2 separate regions of the Danio rerio genome follow, and region 1 is linked to region 2. Evidence: chromatin contacts called from public Hi-C data. All regions are on one chromosome and are shown on one strand. The core of a region is the stretch at or near the end of the contact, and the rest is flanking DNA. Distances in the headings are between cores, read along the strand shown. Region 1 holds the start of ppargc1b (peroxisome proliferator-activated receptor gamma, coactivator 1 beta). Region 2 overlaps arhgef37 (Rho guanine nucleotide exchange factor (GEF) 37).

Region 1 (6,945 bases), core at 1,944-4,443, 63 kb before region 2:
CTATTTACATGTCTGCCAGTGTGCATTACAAAATAAGTCACAAAAAGCAAGATATCTGATGTTTGTTTAGATACAAATGTACCCCGATATGCAAATATGGTCTCCAAAAACTGTATTATTATTGGTTGTTTTGGCTGTTAAACTGTGAATGTTTCTTTTACTCAAAATAGTTTATTTATTTATGTTTTGCTTGTTCAAACTACTTATTTAAAATGAGCTGAAACAACATAATTCTTTAGATTTAATTGGGACAACTTAATTTTTTTATGTTTAATCCATATAAATTTAACCTAATCAATTTTTGGTCAGTCAACATGAATGAATTGTTTGTAACCCTGCATTTTTTACAGTGTAACTAATATTTTATTCTGTTTCCAGAAACAAATCTGTTGGTTAGCTAGGACTTTTTTTTTGAGAACACATATCATACCCTATAAGTAGGGCCAGACAGAATCTGCAGACAGTTTTTGATATTTCAGCGCAGAATTTTGCTAAAAATATGCGGATTTATGTGGAAGGATTTTGATAGTATCATAACTAAAAAATTTATATATAAAATAAAAAATAATACCTTTTAACATGATATTTAATAATACAATGTAAATCCAATTATATCGACTTTTTTGGTAAACAAAGCAAGTCTCTCATATATCTACTAAAATACAAAATATATGACTTAACAAATTGTATTGTAAATAAATCAAATGAATATTTTTATATTGGTCAATAATATTACTGGAATCAATTTAAAAACTGAATAACTACAAATTTACGCACAGTTACACAAGTAAATAAACAGAATTTATGATGGGCTAAATATTTGCGAATATCTGCAGAATTCTGCGTACACAGATTTGGTGTGGGTCTACCGATATATTAGGAGAACATCACTGCACATTTAAGTTATCTTTAGATTATCTTGCAGAGATTGTTTACAGAAAGTTCTTATTTAGTTCCCCAAAAAAATTACCAAAAGGGAGCAGGAAACATATGGGACCCTAAGGGACCATTCTCTGTTTGCTGGGTTTTGGCTATGAGTATCTTAATGTCCATGTGAACACTTGAAAATCCAATCGGTTAACTATATCAGTCATATTAATCACAATAAATTATCCCAGATCAATTATTTGGCTCTCTGGAAAAAAAACTGTTCTGTAAAAACCCTATGGAATAATTTAAATTGAATATATTCTATGTAACTCTCTATCTCTCTCTCTCTCTCTCTCTCTCTCTCTCTCTCTCTCTCTCTGTCTATCTGTGTTTTCTAACTATTAACGTAACAACCAATTTTAACATTTCTCCACATGCAAAATATGATAATATATGTACTGGAAATTCCTTGGATTTAATATATTCACAGTCTAAAATATCCAGTTGGTTAATTCCTCGAAGGCGTTCCAGAATGACTCCAAATTCTTCATGAATATAAATACCGTGTATAAATCAAAAAGGGCGCGAAGCTAACGCTGTTTGGATGCTCGTAGAGTGGATGGATGGTGAATTATTAGTCGTGATCTGAACTGCTCCACTTTGCGCAGCGGCAGCAGTCAGTCAGTCAGTCAGTCACATGCACGCCCGGAGGAGGGAGTGTGTGGCTGTCGTGAACGCTCGTCAGTGTAGCCCCGCCCCCCGCTCTCTTTCTACTACGTCTAACGGCAGCGAGCACATGACTGCAGCAACTGTGTTCTGTAACTCCAGTCACGAGGATGGAGTACTATTACACTGACCAGACAGCGCGTTCAACCCAATAACCCGAAACAAGCACATTTACAACACTCACAATATTCCCGCTGACACAAGGACAAAGGACAAACACCACCGAACGTTTGCTCACAGCGTTCATGCGTTTTAAGGAGCCGTTTAAAGCGACTCATCGCCTTTCAGTGACACCTGACACAGTATAGTGAGCGCGCGATTTGTAAACATACATGATTTAATTTGCGATGCGAGAAGGCATATTTTAATAGCAAGTGCCATTATATGAATTCACAGTACATTAATAACCATGTTATTCACCCCATGCTCGTGTAATCATCTTCAAAGCGGATTTCGCTTCCGTGTAACGTTAGCCTAAAAAGTGTTTCAAAGTAAGTATCCTAAGCTTTTCTCTTTGTATTGTATCTATAAATAAACACTTGCAGTGCGAACAGCCTGTTTGACATGACAAGCACGAAAGTGCAAAATGCTCAACGTTTATTTATTGATATCAACAGCACACTCAGGCACAAGCTGCAGGGATCGTTTGACTACTCATAATCAGAGCGTCAAGCGGTTTTGTAACAGTTACGCAAACGATTACGAAAACAATGCATTTCGTCAATTTAGCTAAAAGTTCTCTGGGCTATTGAGCAAATTCGCACCGATGTGTATACATTTTCCATAGGCCCACAAGGCTATCACACTCTCAACTGTATATTGCATTCGTTCTCCAGCTTATAGATAAGCACAAACAAATCACGCAATTTCTGAATATTAGTTATGCAACTATAGGAATACTGCTCGCCAGCTTCAAAATTAGAATTATCTGCATCGACTAATAATCCAATGTGATGCTCCATTAGACAACAAGACCTGAGATTAGAGGAAAAAGAGAATAAATGTAATACTTTTCGTCATCCTCACGAACTCTGTACAGAATGTACAGACTAGTGCGCTTTATAGTGCAACATTAAAACTACAAAATCGCATCAAGCCACTTAAACTCAAGTTTACCAGAGCACCCACGTGTCACACACTCACACACACACAGACCGGGAAATTGGTGTGATTTTTGGCAAACTGATGAACACATTTGAACTTATTCTGTCGCACTTGCGAAATAATTAACCTTCGCCTAACAGCGAGCTCTCGAAAGAGCAAATAATTAAAGAACGATTATCTGTTCGTTAATCTTCCGTAAGCCACTTTTCGCATATATGCATTATTTCCTGTGAACTCCACGTGAAGCACAGACGTCAGGGACTCCAGACGCCGGCTGAGACGCTCTGACAGCATCGATGAATTAAGGCAAGAATATCGCGCCACAGACAGTAACGTGCAAAAATACAGCCGAGGAAAAGTAGCCAAGACTCTGCTCTATCGGAAATGGTGCCTCACTTACCTGGCTTCCAGAGTTTTCAGTCAAGTAATTGAAGACAAATGAAGAGAGCTCCTCATCTAACAGTGAAGCGCAGTCCGCCATCTTCTAGAGAATGAGATGAGAGGAGCCAGAGAGCGCTGCTTTACTGCTCTACCCGCATGCAGTGAAAATCTCAACCGACCGAGGGCAGTGTGCTCAGGTCCTCAGAGCCCTAATCATTGCTGGGTTAAATAAAACAGCAGAAAGTTGAATTATTTGAAGGTGCATGCTTGTTAAACATAGATGCAGAAGGATGCACGGATCAGTATAGGATGCATGTTCCTAATTGTAACTGAAACTACTTGTGCAGTCTACATTACACTGTCTATGACTCATTTATGATGCTAGTTCATTAAGTCTAAAGTCCATGCCTGCTTTGTGCAGATAATATATACACCAATCATAAACTACCGAAGGAAGTGGTCACATCCTTTTTGCACCATATGTAGTATACACATAATGCAGTATAACTATTATTTCATTGTAACTAATTGTGCATATGGAGTCAAAAAATTGCATCAACCAGCATTAACTTTGGCTGGTCCATTAACAGAAGCAGAGCTTGGGTCAGCTACAAATTTATTTATTTATTTATTTTAATATAATTCTTTTTAGAGTCCATGCTTAATTTCACATCATTTCCATTTTTGGATAGAATATCACTTCAACATTTGTCATATTTTCTGCCTTCCGCTATAAATATTTGCAAATCATTATTTAATTTAATTTATTTATTTTATTTATTTTTTATTACTCTGTTATTTATGTTATATTTATTTATTTATTTTTAGAGGAAATTATTATTATTATTATTATTATTATTATTAGGTCTGAAGAAAGCCTTCTTTATTCATGATTTTCTAGATTGACATGCTGTCTAAAATGGTCCGATAAAGTTTGCTGATATTGGTGCTTTTTTGATCCAAATTTTCTGTTGGAAATATAAATTAACCGAAAACACATTAAAATGAAATAAATCCATTATTTTTTTAGATTTTTAAAGTGAGTAAATACACTGAAACTACAACATTTATGTAAGAAATAATTAACAATGAGCGGTTGAATTATTCCAAAAATATTGCATAAGTGGGTGTTTATTTTCTTTTCTTCCACGTATACCACAATACCACACCTGACACTGTTCAGATGTTTTATTTCAAAACATTTGCCAGTTTTTTTGTCCTCTAACTACTTGTTCAGTACTAGTTTCTTAACACTGTAATGGCAAGAATTTTAGCGTTCAAGTCTTCACCACACAGAATTATTGTAGTGTAATTTTTACATTTGAAGTTTAATTGAGAGAACAAAAAAAAAACATTTTAACAATAATTCAATTAAAACATGTGACCCTCATGGACCACAATATTTTATATTTAATTATTTAGCAGAAATACAAGTGTTTTAGTATCTGGAAATGGAGGGTAAACAAATCATAATTCTGAGAAAATCATGTTTTAAGTTATCTAAATTAAGTTCTCGTGTTTACAGTAGGTTGTTTACAAAATATTTTAAATAGAAGATTATCTTTTTTATTATTCTAAATGATGAAAAATCTTTGAACAATACAGTGTATTTTTGGAAATTGTCAAAAGTATACTGTACAGCATAAGACTGGTTTAGTGGTCCAGGATCACATAAATTATATAAGATAGACCTGGCTCTATATCAAAATGAAAGCTTATGATAATAGTTTAATGCATTAAAATATATCTAAACAATTAGTGTGATTACCCTGCAACAGTAGACTCATTGATTGGCTGCTCTTGTCAACTGCAGTTTTACTAGTCACTCCGGTTTTTAATAGTTTCAAGTAACCTACTCAGTATCATGAATCAAAATGTATTACCAATCAAGTCATTTTATTCAGACTGACACCCAGCAAGCCTGCTTAAGAAACTGATTAACACCAAAGACATAAATCTTATTGCCATTAAGAGTTAAACTGTCTGAATTGCATGTAAATGAATGCATTAGAATTGACAAGTCCTCGAAGGACTATAAAAACTTCTCAATCAAATCAGAAATCACCCCAAGGCCCAATCAGTCTATTGAACTGTGTGCTGACTAGCCGGCTATCGACCAAACACATGCTGTTTGAAGGTTTGAGGTCAAAGCGAAAGTTTGATTTCAACTATGCCTCCTTGACAACACTCATAAACAAATAAAATCACACATATGCACTTAGACACTTAATCGATAAAACAGATCATGCTAATACGTAGAGCAAACTAATGAACAAATACATGTAGTAAGTGAAAGAAAGCAACAGATGCAATGCAAACAAACATCCAGTGACATTCAGGCTTTTTTATAGTGGGGAACATCAAGAGTGTTACTTAAGCCAAACAAGCCCACCTTCTATAAGAGCGTGAAAGGTCACGGGAGGGATTTGACAGCACAGAGCGTCTGGTGGGTGTCTCTGACAGCTGTCACACTGGAGGAGTTTGGTCTGTGTTGGAGTTTTCAGTCAAGAGAAGAGTCCATTTCATCAGTTGTATCATTTCATTGATTATGCCCTGATGTATGGAGGTCAACAGCATTGTGCCTTTAGCTGCAGTTGTCCAAGGACAGCAATCAATAGAATTCACACATTGTTTTCCGACATTAAGGCATGCATGGTTTTTTTTGGTGTGTGTTTTGTGGTGATCAATAGAGTAGCATGTTGCTTATGCTAGAGTCTTTGGACACTGCATCTTTCACCATGCTTTATGACATGAAGGTGATTTAATGGGGGCTTCCATGTGAATAGACAGAGCACTGACAGGAGACAAATCACAGAGCACACTTGCTTATGCACTGAGGGCTGTGGCAAAGAATTTATGAAGATTGTCATGTTGGAACATTGGGTTCAGTTTCAGAATGACACTTTCAGAGTCCCAAAGTTGTGAAATGCCCTGTTGTGGTATTCATTCTAGAAAGGCTGATTTGCAATTTTAACTACTTAACAGTGGCCTTCATTTGGCCAATCTCATTATGTTCACTCAAATAGAATAGGAAAACTGCATTGCAGTGGTAAATTATTTGTTTTAATCCCAACAAATCCTTTGAGAAACCTTGGGGGGAAAAATACTGGCAACCAAAGTCAGCATGTTTCCTGACAGCATGTAATTTCTGGAGACAACATCAGACACACTCAATATTGATCAGACTGAGCTATTTTAGCATCTTAGTCTTAGTTGTGTCCATGTAAACAAATCCTTACACACTGCATATGGAGCGATGTCAAAGTCAATTCACATCAAGAACTATAATTATAAAGATTACCTTAGCATCCAACAAGAAATGTGATTTATTATAAGTGCATGCAGAGCTTTGTTGTCCCTCACTTTTACATGTATTCTGAATGGCTTGCTGTCAATGTTATTATTTAGCTAAAGTATATAATAGATTTATTTAAAATGAAATCAATTAAGTACGTCATTTATTTTTTTTATTTTTTACACACTCTGAATAAATGATCAGTTTATCTGGAATTACATATTTAAATTTTTTTAATTATTTGCGTAGAATGTAGACCTGAAATAACAATGTTGTCTTTTTTCCATGAAATACGTGTCTCAATACATCTTTTTACACATATAGTCATGTTAGACAACACAATATCAATGATTTAAATTAAGAAGTTACCCAGCAAGCATTTTTTGTTTTTTAAAAGATGTCTAATAGATGTCTAATAAACGTCTAAACATAGTTGTCTTGGCTAAAACAAGGTTAAATTTGGTCTGTCAGTGAAGATCTAATATAGGCCAAAACTTGACTAGTCATCAAATAAACAGAAATGAATGACTACACATATAAAGTCTGTCTAATCTGTCTATTTGACGACT
Region 2 (6,999 bases), core at 1,895-4,394:
TGGCCACTTCTCGCACTCAACAGTCGCAGCTTTGCTAATGTAGCGGAAGCGGCGGAGCTTTCGGGCACTGATGTTGGATTACTTTATTTATTGTGGATTGTGAACGCAGTATTCTCCTACGAGAGTGATTATACCACCTTCCGATGGTGAATGCGGTTTGACAACAGTCATAATCATCTGGGAAATGATTTGAATTTCCGCTTAGTAAAAAACCCATTAGTGTTCCATTTGGGATGACATTACATATATTTTTACTATGCTGTTAAGTGTTAAATTGCCCAAGTAAATAGTGTGTTATTTGGGACGCAGCACTTGTCTCTTTAAACAAACACACCTGATTCAGATCACCAGCTCATTAGCAGAGACTGAAAGATCTATAAAGGGTGTGCCAGACAAAGGGAACATCTAAAACATGCAGTGTTGGTGGTCCTGCATAAACATGGTTGAGAAACACTATAGTGAAGCAGTTTAAAAAAATAAAATAAAATCGAAATTAATTGTTTCAGTAATCATTGGCAAAATAAAAGTCTGACACCTACCAGCCAAACAGAAAAAAAATGTATAGTTTAAAATGGCAGCAAATCAAAAATTTTGAAAAAAATGTCAATATACCTTTAACTACCCCACAAAGAATTATTTTTTGACTCCTAATGTTGCTAGTTAACACACTTAATGCATTTCTTTCAACACATTACATCATTTCTAAAATATCAACCTCCACCAAATGGTTGATATGTCAGTTTATGGTAAAAGTACCGGCATTAATACATATAATTTGAAAAATCAAAAAATATGGAATGTAAGGCCAATTTATTTAAAAAAAACATAATAAAAATAAAACAGTTCCAAATACTAAATCATCTTTATTTTTTAAAGTATGCCATAAAAATATTTCAAATTCTCATCTAGCATGTTTTCTTTTCTTTTTTTCTTTTTTTTTTTACATTAAAACCAAAATAAAGTGTAGTAGTGCAACAAGAAGTATATTTGTTTTTTTGTAAACCAACAATGCTATGTGTGTAAACCATTATTTAAAACAGTCATTCTGTAAATGACTTTAACAGTCATTAATTAAAACAGTAAAAATATAGTCAACCATTTGGTAGAGAGGACAGTCAAAGAGATATTGGTAAGCCTATTTTGGCCATAATTTAAATTAGTACACACATACATACATATACATACATACATATACATATACATATATATATATATATACATATACATATATATATATATATATATATATATATATATATATAATAGGGCTGTGCGATTAATCGAAAATCTGATTTCGATTTTGGCTTCAAACGTTTATGAAAAAGCATTAATCGAGATAAACGATTATTGCATCATATACCGCCCCCTTTCCAGCTGTTGCGCACACAGCCAGAAGCAAGCGGCCGATCAGCATTCGGTCTCATCAGCACACTGAAGCTGGAATTATACTTGTGCCTGGCGCCGCATCGCACACCTCCACTGACCGCACGCGCACCTCGCGAAACAGACGAGGCGCAGACATCTAAAGTCATCTTAATGTGATCGCTTTAATGGTCAAATAGGTGTCAAAACGCAGTGTTTAATGATTATTCATAATAACCCTCATTTGTGTAATAAACAAACGAGTTGAGGATCAAAAGACACGTGAAAGAGAAACCATCAAAGAGACAGCGCGCGATGTTGTTTTTATCATTAATCAAACGAAACGAGAAACTCACTCTGCTTTTGACTGAAGGATTTTTGTAGCTAAAGTTTTATTCTTACAGTGAAGATGCTTAAAGCACAGTTTGTTTCATATTTTTATTCTATTGTATTTATTTCTCTTTCCTTTGCAGGGAGGAAGATAACTGTATGTATACATTGAAGTCAGAATTATTAGCCCTCCTGAATATTAGCAGCCCTTTTCCTGCCCAATTTCTGTTTAATGGAAAAAAGTTGTTTTTTTTTTTAAAACTTATTTCTGAACATAGTAGTTTTGATATATCATTTCTGAATACTGATTGCTTTTATTTTTGCTATGATGACAGCACATAATATTTTTTTAGATATTTTTCTAAACACAAGCATTCAGATTAAAGTGCAATTCAAAGGCTTAATAAGGGTAATTAAGCAGTTCATTGTATAACAGTAGTTTCTTCTGCAGACAATCAAAAAAAATATTGCTTAAGGGGGCTAATAATATTGACCTTAATATTGGGTTTCAAAATATTTAAACCTGCTTTTATTCTAGCTAAAATAAAACAAATAAGCCTAGAAGAAAAAATATTATAGGAAATACTGTTAAAATTCCTTACTCTGTTAAACATAATTTGGGAAATATTTATAAAAAAAAAAATAAAAAAAATTCTCAGGAGCACTAATAAATTTGACTTCAACAGTAATCGTTTTAAATAATCGTGATTACAATTATGACCAAAATAATCGTGATTGATTTTTCCCAAAATCGAGCAGCCCTAATATATATATATATATTTATATATATATATATATATATATATATATATATATATATATATATATATATATATATATATATATATATATATATATATATATATATATATATCGTTCAATAATATTAAAAAAATTCTTAAGAAGGGTGTGTGTGCCATGTTGTTATGCATATATATATACTTGATGTATGGATCAATGACATGCATTAAATTTGTGTGTCCTAAGTGTCCAAATACGTTTTTACATCCACATTTAAATATCTAAAAACAGTTCATCAAGCATTATAACGCTTTAAAAAATCATGTATGCAAATTTGCGCATTAGTCATCTCAAGTGGGTTGGAAATCAGTGCAAAAGAGCTCTGACTCACAAAACAAAATCCATTCTCAAAAGTAAGCCGCAAATATTCTCCATTTCTCCGAGCAGTACCAGACAAGCGGTGCCAGGGCTGCTCAAAGCGTTGATCCAATAGACAGTGGAGGTGTGTTAATTGCAGGAAACAGCACACTCCACCACCACCCATGTGCCATAACAGTGTGTCTGCCCGCCCCTGCAGCTCTTCTCCAATTGGATAAAACAATCTCCACCAGTAACAGCCTCAGGGCGAAGCAAAGATCAAGTATATGGATGACCACTCCACAGCAGGGCTCCAAGCACCACTCCAATACATACACCAGTCAAATGACGCATCAAACAGCAGCCATCCGCCCCCTCGCGCATCAACAGCTCTTCAGGGAAAGTGCTTCTCATGGTCTGTGTGTGTTTGGAATAGCACTCATATCAGCAGCAGATGATGGCTATTCCCCATGTCTAGCGGTAAGGGAAGGTGGGTGAGGCGATTACAGAAGGTAGGAGGGTGAGGTAGTTGGAGGGGACGTAGCCTCTCTGGCCACGTGCCTCCACCAGACTCCATTCTTTGTTCCCACGTTTATCGTGAGGCTCCACCACTCGCACCGGCTCACCTGCTCTAAGAGAAAGCTCATGAGCGCTCCTTGCTGTGAAGTCATAGCCAGCGTACACCTGTTGATGGAGAATGTAGAGTTTCAGCCTGATTGGTAGTATGAAGAGTTTTCTTCTAATAGATTAGGTAGACTCGAGGACTATCATTAACGAACATAAACAGACAGTTTTGGCTAAATTAAGTTAATATATAACAATTGTAAGCCTATATCACTCTTAGAAAAATTAATCACAACATAAACTTACTTCAAAAAGTTACAAAGTTAGTTTAGTAACTTTAAAAAAAGTCACTTTAGATTGTAGTAATTACTTTTTCCCTCCAACACTGATAACAAACGACTTGAAACATGTAAAGAGAATGTTCTACAAAGTTAAGTGGAATTCAGTGCCATACAATGTGCACTTTTTGACCTTTGAGGGTTGGATTTTTGTTTTTATCATAAAGGAATAAAATATAATTTGTACTAGATGTTTGTGACCAAAAAAAAAGGCAAGAAAAACCAAAAGCTCTGAACAATTAGTTAAAGTGCTCCCCCTTGTGGCCAATCATGGTAACGTCACATGATGGAGGTGCTTGTGCTGTTTGCTAATAATTGCTTTAATAATAATACATTTTATGAATAATGCACTTTTCTCATACTTAAAGCACTTACAAAACAGTAAAAACCATCAAAGCCTAATGAAGACAAAGTGAAAAAAAAAAGATGTCACAAATTAAAAACAGTCCTAAAAAGGTAAGTTTTAAGTAGCTTCTTAAAATCAGTATAAGGAACCAGTATTCCTTATATTTGTAGGAAGAGCATTGCATAGTTTGGGTGCTCAGTAAGAATGCCCTACCTCCTATGGTGCTGAGTTCACAACAAGGCTGAACCAGTGTAAGACCCGAAGCAGAACGTAAACAGCGAGAAGCAGAAGAAATGGACATCAAAATACAAATGTAATTGCGAGCAGAATCATGAACTGCTTTATGTGTTAAAATCAATGTGTTTAATTGTTTTAAACAAACCAATAGTCCAAAAATAGAAGTGGCAACAGATATTGCGTTCACTATTGTGATCCGCTTCTAAAAAGCAACTGATTATACAAAAAAAAAATTGAGAACTAATTTGAACAGAAGAATAATTACATTAAGATAAACTTCATCTATAAAAGCGGAATTGTTATTTCACTGACTTCAGCACAATATTTTAGTTAACAAAAACCAAAACATTTTCATACAGAAATATAACTTTTAAACGAACATAAGTGAAAAACTGAAAGAGTATACATTTTAAACTAATCTAAATAATTATAGAAATACACCAGTATTTAACCAGGCCCGTAGCCAGCTTGGTGACCTTTTTGCAGTTATTTGCCTCATTTTCTTTTTAATAATAAGGTGTAAATACTCCATTTAGTGACATCTCAAGCACTATTTTGTTCTAGATTAACTTGGCGGATGGTCATCATAACCACACGTTTTGATGAGCCAAAAACATTTGCTAAATATTTAGAACAGGGGTGTCCAAACTCAGCCCTGTAGGGCTGGTGTCCTGCATATTTTAGTTCCAACCCCAATAAAACAAACCTGAACCAGCTAATCAAGCTCTTTCTAGGTATACTAGAAATTTCCATAGATATCTGCTGAAGGAATTTGGAGCTAAACTATATAGGACACCGGCCCTTCAGGGCCGAGTTTGGACACCCCTGATTTAACGGAAGAAAAATCAACAATACTTATTTTTAAATACAAATGTATCACATTATATATCATTAGAAACTAAATATGAATTCATCAGAAAGATAACAAACTGGCCAGCACATTCTTGACTTTCCTTAGTCAAAATTTGGGATGTCAATGAATTTAGCGCACTGAAGCAACAGCCGACACAGGATTCAACTTGGTCTTTATTGATGGGTTATTTTCGTGGTGTTTCTTACAATTTATTATGGTGTAGCAGTTCAAATACTTCTTTAGAACGACCTGAACCCCTGGCTACGGCCCTGTTAACTATTATTGTTATTATAATACTAGTGGTGTTAATTATACTATTAGAATTAGTATTATTTCTTACTATTTGTATTACTGCTGCTGCTCTGTTACTCCTATAGTTTTAAATCTAATAGCATTGTTATTATTGTACATAACATTACTACTAGCATACATACAGATTACATATATGTCCATTAATTCGAAAAGTAAAGCAAATACAAGTTTTGTAAGCTTGTTTGTTTGAATTACACTAATCATTACATTAATATAGCATGATGAGAAATACCAATTTGCAATATCAAGCAGTACAAGCTGCTTTGTACAGATTAAAATGTATAAGAGGTATTATTATTAGGATAGCTGCACACGCTCATACTAGGAATAAAAAGAAATACTAAAGAACATGACTTTAATAAATGTCTTATAATGAAAAATAATCTCTTTAAAAAGATCTGATTTCTACTAAAAAAATATTCTTTTGACTTGATCCATAAAGAAACCACTTGTCAGCATGCTAATGCCCATTCAGAACACCTTAGCAACTGCATAGCAACACTGTAACCATGAGATCTGCATGTTCAAATGCCACTTACATTCCCTTAAAAAATTATCTAAAAACAATGCTATGTAGATGCTAAATTAAATAAATCTCACTTCAGGCAACAGAAACTAGATATGTAATTCATCTGGGAATGGGAATGTTAGCCAGTGCCTGCACCATCACAATGACAAACTACCCATGAAGGTTGTTTAGCAAAATTAGTCACATTTTTACAGTCACACCAGCTGTGCATCTCCAACACCCAGTCAAAATCTGCCTCCGACATTTCCGCTTTCCCCAAACATGAAGCCACACTGATATGGAAGCATCTGACAGCGGGATCATGCAGATGAATGAATCAGTGTGTATGTGTGGGTGCCACATGCGTGTGTGTGTGTGTGTGTGTGTGTGTGTGTGTGTAGGTGGCTGTGATAGAGTATGTCACTTCTGCTGACGAGGAATGGCAGTTCATTTCTGTTCCTCCAACACTGAATTCACAAATGCTGAAGTATGTGTGATTGATGATCATGAGATACTGCAGACCTGCCATCAATCTCTAGAGGTCTCGTTCTGTTTGACACACGAATTAGACCGAGTAACTAGGCATCCGTATAAACCGTCAGTCAAAGTGCATGTCTGTGCCTACAGTGCCCTCCATTAGTATTGGCACCCTTATGAGCATAGAAAGCTGTGAAAAAAAATCTTTAGCCTGACATTAGTGAAAATGTTTAAAGGTGGGGCGGTGCGGCATGATGGCGCAGTGGGTAGCGATGTCGCCTCACAGCAGGAAGGTCGCTGATTCGAGCCTCGGCTGGCTCAGTTGGCATTTCTGTGCGGAGATTGCATGTTCTCCCATGGGTTCCCTCTGGGTGCTATGGTTTCCCCCACAAAGACATGTGCTATAGGTAAATTGGGTAAGCTAAATTGTCTGTAGTGTATGTGTGTGAATAAGTGTGTATGGGTGTTTCCCAGTGATGAGTTGCAGCTGGAAGGAAATCTGCTATGTAAAACATATGATGGATAAGTTGGAGGTTCATTCCGTGTGGCGCCTCCTGATTAATTTAGGGACTAA

What was found. Hi-C and Micro-C count contacts between places; a contact is called where the count stands out from the background.
Region 1: a contact with region 2 is called in a Hi-C map of an unstated tissue, with 4 times the contacts expected there. The contact joins the promoter of ppargc1b here to the enhancer-like site in region 2. A contact is called at or near these places in 3 of 18 Hi-C or Micro-C datasets (caudal fin, hematopoietic stem cells and an unstated tissue) and 1 of 4 datasets of contacts at active chromatin or transcription factors (embryo).

What each region holds. Positions count from the first base shown.
Region 1 is chr14:29,204,023-29,210,967 of GRCz12tu, reverse strand. It overlaps ppargc1b (peroxisome proliferator-activated receptor gamma, coactivator 1 beta), which reads right to left and starts at 3,193. Exons shown (of 12, transcript XM_073921837.1): 1 at 3,101-3,193. arhgef37 (Rho guanine nucleotide exchange factor (GEF) 37) reads right to left here. Exons shown (of 13, transcript XM_073921854.1): 13 at 6,558-6,945.
Region 2 is chr14:29,140,471-29,147,469 of GRCz12tu, reverse strand. The region is part of intron 12 of arhgef37 (Rho guanine nucleotide exchange factor (GEF) 37); the gene reads right to left. Among named protein-coding and RNA genes, the nearest start is that of arhgef37, 40 kb to the right of the region's middle. Within about 2 kb of position 3,144, at least 7 of the 62 cell types and tissues checked have an H3K27ac peak or open chromatin away from gene starts, as enhancers often do.